Regions from separate parts of the Mus musculus genome. Here all the other regions are linked to region 3. A link is a contact called in public Hi-C and promoter capture Hi-C data. All regions are on one chromosome and are shown on one strand. Each heading gives the region's core, a stretch centred on a gene start, on an enhancer-like site or on the middle of the called end of the contact. The rest is flanking DNA. Distances are from core to core; before and after follow the strand shown. Region 1 holds the start of Ppp4r4 (protein phosphatase 4, regulatory subunit 4). Region 2 holds the start of Ppp4r3a (protein phosphatase 4 regulatory subunit 3A). Region 3 holds the start of Golga5 (golgi autoantigen, golgin subfamily a, 5).

The links. Promoter capture Hi-C pulls out the DNA fragments that hold promoters and counts their contacts. A called contact is a pair of places that touch in the nucleus more often than the background predicts.
Region 1: a promoter capture Hi-C map of liver shows a contact between it and region 3, with 3 times the contacts expected there. The contact joins the promoter of Ppp4r4 here to the promoter of Golga5 in region 3. A contact is called at or near these places in 2 of 39 promoter capture datasets (liver and pre-B cells) and 1 of 484 Hi-C or Micro-C datasets (muscle stem cells).
Region 2: a Hi-C map of B cells shows a contact between it and region 3, with 8 read pairs. The contact joins the promoter of Ppp4r3a here to the promoter of Golga5 in region 3. A contact is called at or near these places in 10 of 39 promoter capture datasets (the 3T3-L1 cell line, 3T3-L1-derived adipocytes, the C10 cell line and 6 more), 3 of 484 Hi-C or Micro-C datasets (B cells, embryonic stem cells and muscle stem cells), 7 of 115 datasets of contacts at active chromatin or transcription factors (the NIH/3T3 cell line, astrocytes, differentiating embryonic stem cells and 4 more) and 3 of 9 other capture datasets (adipose tissue, embryonic stem cells and macrophages).

The regions. Positions count from the first base shown.
Region 1 is chr12:103,531,022-103,534,060 of GRCm38.p6, reverse strand. It overlaps Ppp4r4 (protein phosphatase 4, regulatory subunit 4), which reads right to left and starts at 1,496. Exons shown (of 25, transcript NM_028980.3): 1 at 1,319-1,496. The coding sequence starts at 1,441.
Region 2 is chr12:101,082,170-101,085,033 of GRCm38.p6, reverse strand. Ppp4r3a (protein phosphatase 4 regulatory subunit 3A) reads left to right here and starts at 1,332. Exons shown (of 15, transcript NM_211355.2): 1 at 1,332-2,305. The coding sequence starts at 2,164. D130020L05Rik (RIKEN cDNA D130020L05 gene) reads right to left here and starts at 2,583. Exons shown (of 2, transcript NR_038050.1): 1 at 535-2,583.
Region 3 is chr12:102,467,710-102,470,591 of GRCm38.p6, reverse strand. Golga5 (golgi autoantigen, golgin subfamily a, 5) reads right to left here and starts at 1,458. Exons shown (of 13, transcript NM_001199004.1): 1 at 1,229-1,458. It overlaps Gm30198 (a long non-coding RNA gene), which reads right to left. Exons shown (of 3, transcript XR_381856.1): 3 at 2,716-2,882.

The DNA.
Region 1 (3,039 bases), core at 247-2,746, 1.1 Mb before region 3:
TAAAATGCAAATTAGGCACACAAACATTTGGTCACTGTTGGCTCCCAAAGACCCTTGAAGACCCTATTGGTAAAAATTCACAATTATAGCAATGACAACTAATCTGGAATCTGAGGATTGTTCTACACCATATTAAACACAGATCTCCAGTTGAGTGCTGAGAGGGGGGACTATCTGTACTCTTCTGCCTTATAGACTGTAGGACCTCAATGGAATCAACTTCATTACACATACATACCACATGTGAACATATTTACCTATATATTCACATATTTTTTTGTCTTCAACGCAGTACCCCAAGCCGCTACAACATTTTCCACACTGGGAAATGCTTTAAAGGGGAGTTGAATAAAACAGAAAGGACAAGCTTTGTAGCTCCTGTTGGGAACCGAATGAACTCAGACGGAAAGAAAATCAAAGGCTCTAGAAAGGTAATGAAGAACTGGCAAGAAGGGTAGGGAAGGGGCCCATAAACTAGGTTTGTCATCTGTGAGGATGAGGGTTGAAACCCCACAAGGCTGGAAAGATGACTCTGCGGGGTTGGGGAGCGAGGTAGGGGGGGAAACAGAAGGTTGACTCCCCTCAAGGGGGCTGGGGAGCAGGGTCCCGCCTACAGTCCTGGAGGACCTGGGAGGAAAAGGATGCATGGTGACTCAGGATGGGAGGCAAGGGTTGAGGAGAAGCTTTCAAACCCTAAACTAGGGCGACTCTGGGAAGGGTGCCTCTCCTTGGAAGGTGAAGGAGGCCATGCTGCACGGGGAGACCCAAGCTTGATCTTATGCAGAGGTGGGGGTAGGACCGTGAAAGGATGGGACCTGAGACGTCCGGGCGAGAGATGGAACTAGGGCTGTGTGAAACCCAGGATGGGCCAGCGACCAGAACCTGGGACAGCACCACGGGCTGAGGAGCTGGCTGCGGAGGCTGGCCCCGAGAACAGCGGCTTGGCCGTTCCTGGGGGAGGCCGGAGCCGGGTGGGGCGCAGGGCTGGCCGCAGTCGGGGGACCAAGTCGGGGGGGCCCGGCTGATTCCAGTTAGTCAGGGGCAGGTTGATTTCAGTTCGGAGACTGGGCTGGCCGTAGTCAAGGGACCCAGCCGGCTCCAGTCAGAGGAAGGGACTAGCCTCAGTCAGGAGGCAGGGCTAGCTCTAGCCAGGGTAAGGGACTGGTTCCAGTCAGGGGTCAGGGACAGGCCGACCCTTGGCTGCGGCAGGGAATGAAGCTCTGAAGCGGCTGCGGTGACAGGGCGACTGGCGCTGGAGCGCCGAGGGGCAGTCGGACGGCGGGCAGCCCTGAGGGGAGCGTCTCTCGGTCCCGCGCACCTTGAGGCTCCGGCGGACCGGCCTCTCGATGATGGTGAGCTCCTGCAGGTCCTCCATGTAGCCAAACAGGCTGTTCTGCCCGAAATCCATCGCGACGCCGGCGTCGGGCGGCGGCGGATGCATGGACCGCCGAGGGGCTCCCTCGCCGGCCCGCCCGAGCGGCCCCGGGATGCCGGACGCGCGCAGCCCCGCGCCGCCCACCAGAAGGACTCTCTGGTCCCGCTCTCGGCCGCGGGGAAGCAGAGCAAGAGGCCGCAGGCGACGAGAACACGAGCGCGGCGGGAGCCGGAGAGCAGCGCACCGAGGGGGCGGGGCGGGTGGAGGGGGCGGGGCGGGTGGAGGGGGCGGGACCAGAACAGGGAGCCGCCTCAGCGGCCGCCTCGGCCCCGCCCCCGCCCGGGGTCTGCGCGCGAGGTAGGACGCAACTGCCGCGCAACGACGCTCCCTGGTCCGGCTCCCTGGGCCCCCGCCCCACCCTTATGGGGCGAGCCCCGCCCCTCGGCGCGTGCGCAGAGCTCTCCGCGTCCCCAGGCGGCCAGGAGGCGGGCCGGGGGCGGGAAATGGGCGCGGGCAGGCTGAGCCAATGAGAGTGAAGCGGGGGAAGTGTGCAGTGTGCTGGGCTCCTCTGCACCTGTGAGAGTGACTTTCTGGTTATTTGGTGGCTGCTCTGCTGGCCTGCTTCTGGTGTAGACAAGCCCCTGCTAACTCAACTCCCGGCCTAGGGACCCTCGAGTGGCCAAATCAAGCTGGTTTAGTGCCTAGTGTGTGCCTGAGGATAGGAGACAGGTATATGCGAATACAGTTCTGCAGTCCTGACGTTGGAAGAAGGAAAATGTCCCAAAATGCCTTCTTTAAAAAAAAAAAAAAAAAAAAAAAAGACCTATACTGAATCCTGAAAAATCAATAAGGATTTACTAAGAGAGGTTACAGCCAGCCCTTTCGGATAAAACTTGGGCCATGATGAGTGCAGCTCTTCTTAGAGAACTGGGAGGTAGTGCTTAGCACAGTGGGTAGAAAGAGATGTGTAAGACCTCGGTGGAGCACTACCTTGCTCTTGCTCTAGGGGAGCACATTGATTCAACTCGCTTACATTTGGTTCTAGTCAAAATAAGACAGGGAAGGGTTGGAGAGATGACCCAGTTGTTAAAAACACTGGCTCCTCTTCCAGAAGACACAGTTTCTATACCTAGCGCTACTGTAGGGACTAGTAAACCCCTGAAAGTCCAATTCCAGGGCCCTCTTTTGACCGCCTGACAATACGCAGACGTGCACAGCCATTTACATAGGTAAAAGTGCCACACCTGACACTCAGTTCCATCCATTGGACACAGTGAAAGAAGGGACTGAGTCTTACAAGTTGTCCAATGACCTCCACACTCACTCCATCTTACAGGCATGCACACACACACACCACACACATGATGTCTCAAAGAGTAAGAACACTTGCTGGGCAGTTCTAAAGAAATGAATTCAGATCCTAGCACCCACATTTAATAATAATAATTTTTAAAAAGCCAGCATGAGCCTGTAACCCCCACACGTGGGGGCTGAAGACAAAAGGACCCCAAGAGCTTGCAATCTGCCTTCCACTTCCATGAGAGACCCTACCATGACGGAGAAAAGCAGGGCAAGACACTGGATAGCTTCCTCTGGCTTCTTCATGAAACAAACCATTAGCTCTCAAAGCCAGGACAAAGGGCCAAGGTGCCTATTTGATACAT
Region 2 (2,864 bases), core at 83-2,582, 1.4 Mb after region 3:
AGTACAAATCCTGGTGTACCCTGATTCAAAGTCTCTAAAGGACACTTTATAGAGGAGAGGAAGACCCGGATCATAGCAATTTAGGAAAGCTCTGGAAGACACAAAATAGTTTGTAAATGATTTCCATCATCAGAATAAGCCAGGAGACAAAATACTGAGACTGGCTAGGTGTGTTCTATTGGGTTCTGTACTCCAGCAAAACAGTTTCAGAGGGATGAAAGCAACAGTTTCTTCTTTGATGGGTAAAGAGTCAAGGCAGATAAGAAACTATTCACTGTGTAAGCTCTGCTAGTCAGTCTCCAAGGGCCTTTAAAAAGGTGGTTCTCAACATGTGGGTCTCGATCCCTTGGCGGTCAAACACGGGACACAGCAGATATCCTGCATATTACAGTTACGAAGTAGCAACAAAATGATTTTATAGTGAGGGAGGGGTCACCACAACAAGAGAAACTGTGTTATAAAAGAGTCAGAGCATTTTAGGAAGGTTAGAAGCATTGCTATAAAATAATCAGCATAGAGGGCCATACTGCTAACCTGCTCTGCTTGGAGCTCATGGGCTCCATCTAGATGCTTGAAAGGATTGCATTCTGGTATTTAGAAACAGCAACTGCTTTGTTTTTACATGCTTCCGAGTTTTGTTGGTGAATGATTTCAGGTATGTCTTTGCGAGCACTTGTCTCTGGTGTGGGTTAAGAAAGATCCCAGCTTCTCGCATACGTTGCTTCAGCCAGTCAGAGCAACATTGTGAGGCTGTGTTTCAAAAAAAACAAAAAAACAAAGAATTTCATCTTATTCATACAGTACGGCATTTATCTTTGCAAGCCCTTCAAGATGTGTTTTGTTATTTTGTTTAAAAAAACAAACAAACCAGCCTAGGGCTACAGACGATCAGCTTTGATAACCGACAGAGAAAGGGAGATAACCGCTGATTATTGTGAGGTGAGTGCTCAGAATGATCCCGGGGAGCAGTGCCACGCGTGAACACCGCGTCGAGGGTTTTAGACTTGCCCGGCCATTGCGTGCCTCACTGCATCCCGCCAACCTCGCGGTCCAAACGGTCCTCTCTCAGAAACTTCTCTATTTCAGGCCAAGGGAAGAAGAGGAGGAGGAGGAGGAGGGCGGGGGGAGGACGAGGAGGACGCCAGCAGCCCGCGCCCCCAGGGCCGACTGCAAAGGTCCTCCCTAAAGCGTCCGGAGAAGGCTCGCACGGGAAAGGACGAGCTCCGGGATCAGAGTCCAGTCTGGCTCCAGAAGCCGCCAACAGACTCCACACCCCTTCCCCGCCCGGAGCCGAGGTGATGACGAATTCAAAGTGCGACGGACGCACACGCAGCCCGCGCTTGCACGACAGTACGCGCAGGGCAGCGCGAGGGAGTCCCGGTCCGTCACCGGCGCGACTCGCGTCCCGCCTCCTCCGCTCCCGCCACCCCCGCAGCTCCGCGCCCGCCTCGGTGCAAGGCCTCGGCCGGAGCGAAGCTGCCGGCTCCCGTCTTGTCGCTTTAAGTGGTGGGGCTTGCGGGCCGCCCCTGCCGCTACTGCCTAGGTGGCCCCGCGCGCCGCTTTTGAGGGGCGAGCCAAGATGGCGGCGGCTTTGGCTCTGTGAGGAAGACGGAAGAGGCGGCGGAGTAGGGAAGGCGGCTTCTAAGAAGAGCCAGGGGTTCTCGGGTGGCCAGAGGCGTTCGGAGTCTCCCGGGAAGTGCTACCTCACCGGCTTCGGATGCTTTAAGCGGGAGGAGCGGAGCGGGGCTTCCTGCTGCAGCGGCTGGGCCAGGTACAAGGGAGGAAAACATGGCGGCGGCGGCCTGAGGAGGCGGCGGCGCGGGAAAGCGGCTCTGCGGAGGTCATGGTGGAGGCCGGAGCGGGTCTGTGAACCGAGCCGCACCTCGTTGGAACGGCGGGCCGGTAGGCTGCGTAGTGCTGCGCGTTCCCTGTCGGGGCTGCTGGGCGGCCGCGCTCGCTCGGCCTGGACAATAGCGCCGGGGAGAAGGAGACGAGAGAAGGCGGCGGCCCGGGGCTCGGACCCGGGAGCGGGCCATGCGAGCGGCGGCGCAGCTCCGCGGCGGCCAGCGGTGGCACTGAGGTCCCGGAGTTCCCCGTTTGCGGCCGCCCGCCTTTTCTGGACACTGTCCCTGGGCCACTCGGGCGGGGCCCCCGGCCGGCACGATGACCGACACCCGACGGCGGGTGAAGGTCTACACGCTCAACGAGGACCGGCAGTGGGACGACCGGGGTACTGGCCATGTGTCCTCCGGCTACGTGGAGAGGCTGAAGGGCATGTCCCTGCTCGTCAGGGCGGAGAGCGACGGTAAGTGACCCTCACTGGCCCCTCTCAGAGCAGTGGCGCTCGGACTGGGACGGCGGGAGTGCGGACGGGAACGCCACGGGGTACCCAAGTCCGGTGGAGCTCGGTGGAGAGCATTCGGGGTGTCCATCCTTAACCCGAAAACCTTGTGGCGTTGGGATTTCGAGCAGAGCGGAGCACGTTGCGCCGTGCTGCCTTTCCAGTGCAGAAAGGTCGGAGACCTGAGATCCTCTTTCCCCGGTGGTTTTTGCACCGTCGTGACCTTGAGAAAGGCATTTAACGGAAACGATCTGCTCCCCCCCCCCCCACACACACACACCCCTTAGTTCACCAATCTGTAAAGCAGGCATAAAACCTTGCTTGGCGCTCGTAAAGTTCATAGCTGTTGCACACTTTGAGAAAGTTCTGTTCTGGTGGGATTGTTGTTGTTTTAAACCTTTTCCACCATATCTTTCAGATTTTAGGGTCTGCAATAAGGTCTATAAATCTGGCAGTTCCACCAGACAGAGAAAATGCTGCTTTGGCTTTCGAGGACACACATGTCTTGACCGGGGTTGGTTGT
Region 3 (2,882 bases), core at 209-2,708:
ATGGAAAAAACTTCCAGGTGCCAAAGTCAAGGCCACGAAGTAAAATTAACCTTTAAGCTGTAGAATGAAGTAAACTACAAAGTCAACAGTGTTGGTTGAATGTGGTCAGTGTCCCTTTGGCTTGGAACTATTAGATCTTGGGCTTTCTTCACTAAATTGGCATCAGAGTTGTCTTTCCTTCCCTTCTATGCTAGGTCTTTTTATTCTGTGTGCATGCCCTTCTTTTGCCTTACACTGCTTCAGGTTGTTGCAACTGTTGTTTTAAAACATGTCTCTCCCTGCTGGGGAAGGGGGAGTGGGTGGATACACACAATGCCTGGTTTGCTCAATGATAAATTCCAATTCTAGCCCACACACAGGCACTCCTAGAAACACTACTGAAGTAATTCATCCTTATATGTCAAGTGTTGTGCAAACACTATCACTAAAAATAATATAATATAAAAATAAAATAATAAAAATAATATAGTAACATAATGCTCAGCTACATTATATGGCAAACTGTAAAGTCCTTTAGAAACAAATAAAGATGGATATGGCTTAGAAAGATCCTGGAACTTCGATGGCACCTCAGACACTGGAATCTAGGTCAACCTAGAGGTAAACCCACCTTTTAACCTCTCCGCTCTAACCTCGTCGGAAGTTAACTGTTTCAACACACTCTTTAGGAAACCCATTTAAGTGTGTATTTCAATTTATGAGAAACCAAATGAAAAAGGAATGTAACATGCCTTCTGACTTATAAAACGTTACACAAGCTCGATGTAAAAATTAGTGATGAGCGAGAGAAAAGTAGCTCTCCTAATAAAAAAAAGCCTGAAGACAATTAATGTCTTGCCTCCCATCTGAAAGTTAACGGGGCTTTAAAACATATCTTTCACGTGGATCGTAGACACTAAACCTGAGCTCTTATCTCAGTGACAGACTCCAAGAGGGGACTTCCCGTGGTGCAAAGCCACCGGGAAGGTCAGATGTCACACAGAGGCGGGGGTCAGGGGTCAGGCCCGGCGGTGTGACCACGGGTCCCCGAGAGGCGAGAACACATCGTACTGGGTCCCCAGAGCAGAGTCGGGGTGGAGGGCGGGTCAGCCTCGGTATCCGGAGGCTACGGGGCTCTGGCATCCCCTTCCTTGTCCCTGAGCGAAGACGAGCACGACAGCGCTCGGGAAAGGCGGAGACCGGGTCCCGCAGGCCAAGCCGTCCCGCCCGCGGCCTGGTCGCGCCTCACCTGAGGACGCCGAGCGGCAGCACCGCGGCCTCGTCGCCCGCCCGGGCCGCCACAGCAGCCCGCTGCTCCCGGACCTGCCGGCTAGCTCTTCCGGGAGACGTGGAAGGGCGGCGAGGACCTCAAAACAGAGTGGCCAACGAGCTGCCTGAGTGGCCGGAAGCTGAGCGCCGCCGGCCGCCTAGCAGGTCACTCAGGCGGCGGCGCCGGCGGCCGCGGGGCCCTAGCGCCAGGCCACGCCCCCTTCCGTCTGCCGCCGAACCGGGTGCCGCGCCAGCGTGCGTGTGACGTAACGCCGCCGGCACGCGGCCTCCACAACATTGCGGAGCACGCCCACAACGGGGGGCAGGGTCCCGAGCACCACAGGGGCGGGCCCAAGCCAAACTGGGCGGGGCATGAGCCGGCCCAGGCCTCTGAGCTCCTCCTCCCTTTCAAAAGTTTTACACGTGAGGATTTCGAGGCAGAGACTGGAACTGTCTAATCCCTGGGCCTGTGGGATGGTTCAGTAAATAGAGTACATAGATAAATAGCCAGGACTAACGGCCTGAGTTCTGAGTTCTGAGTTCATTCACAAAGCACACACACACACACACACACACACACACACACACACAAATTAAAAATACAAGGGCTGTGGAACAACATTATGAACTAACAGTACCCCGGAGCTCTTGACTCTAGCTGCATATGTATCAAAAGATGGCCTAGTCGGCCATCACTGGAAAGAGAGGCCCATTGGACTTGCAAACTTTATATGCCCAGTACAAGGGAACGCCAGGGCCAAAAAGTGGGAGTGGGTGGGAGGGTATGGGGGACTTTTTGGGATAGCATTGGAAATGTAAATGAGAAAAATACCTAATTTTAAAAAAACTGGGAAAGGGGATAACATTTGAAATGTAAACAAAAAAAATATCCAATTAAAAAAAAAATACAAGGGCTGGAGAGGTGGCTCAGTGGTTAAGAGCACTGGCTGCTTGCTCTTCCAGAGGTCCTGAGGTCAATGGCTCACAACCAACTGTAATGGGATGGGATCTGGTGCCCTCTCCTGGTGTGCCTGAGGGCAGCTACAGTGTACTCATATAAATGAAATAAATCTTTAAAAGAAAAAAAGAATACAATTTAAAGGGATGGGGTGAAGAACTCGGGAAGGGGGGACCAGTAAGGGGGGCAACATTTGGAATGTAAATACATAAAATAGTATAAGAAAAAAAATAAAAGAATACAATTTTTTAAAAAGAACCTGCTTTCAAGTGACAGAGATGGATTTTGCCTAAACTAATGAATCAACAATAGTTCAGAGCCTTTTGTAAACCAAGAGAAACAGGGAGAAGTATCCCGAGGTAGGAAAATAAGTCAGTTTGTGAGGGTTCCTTGTAGAAAAGATAACTTGAACTGAGACTATTATTCAATAGTGCTATAGTTATATTTTGCATACAGCTCACAGACTTTTTGAAATGGGTTTTTAAAAAGAAAATCTGTGTTCAATAATTCACTGAAGGCTACATCTACTGGGTAAACAGGACCAGGCTAATTTCGCCAACTGAAAAGCCTATGGTAAATTCTCAAGTAAGTGCGTTTGGGCATTGAGGAAACTAAGACTCAGAGATGTTAAATAATCTGGTTCCAATATTATCTGTCCTTAAAAGGGAGGTGTCCA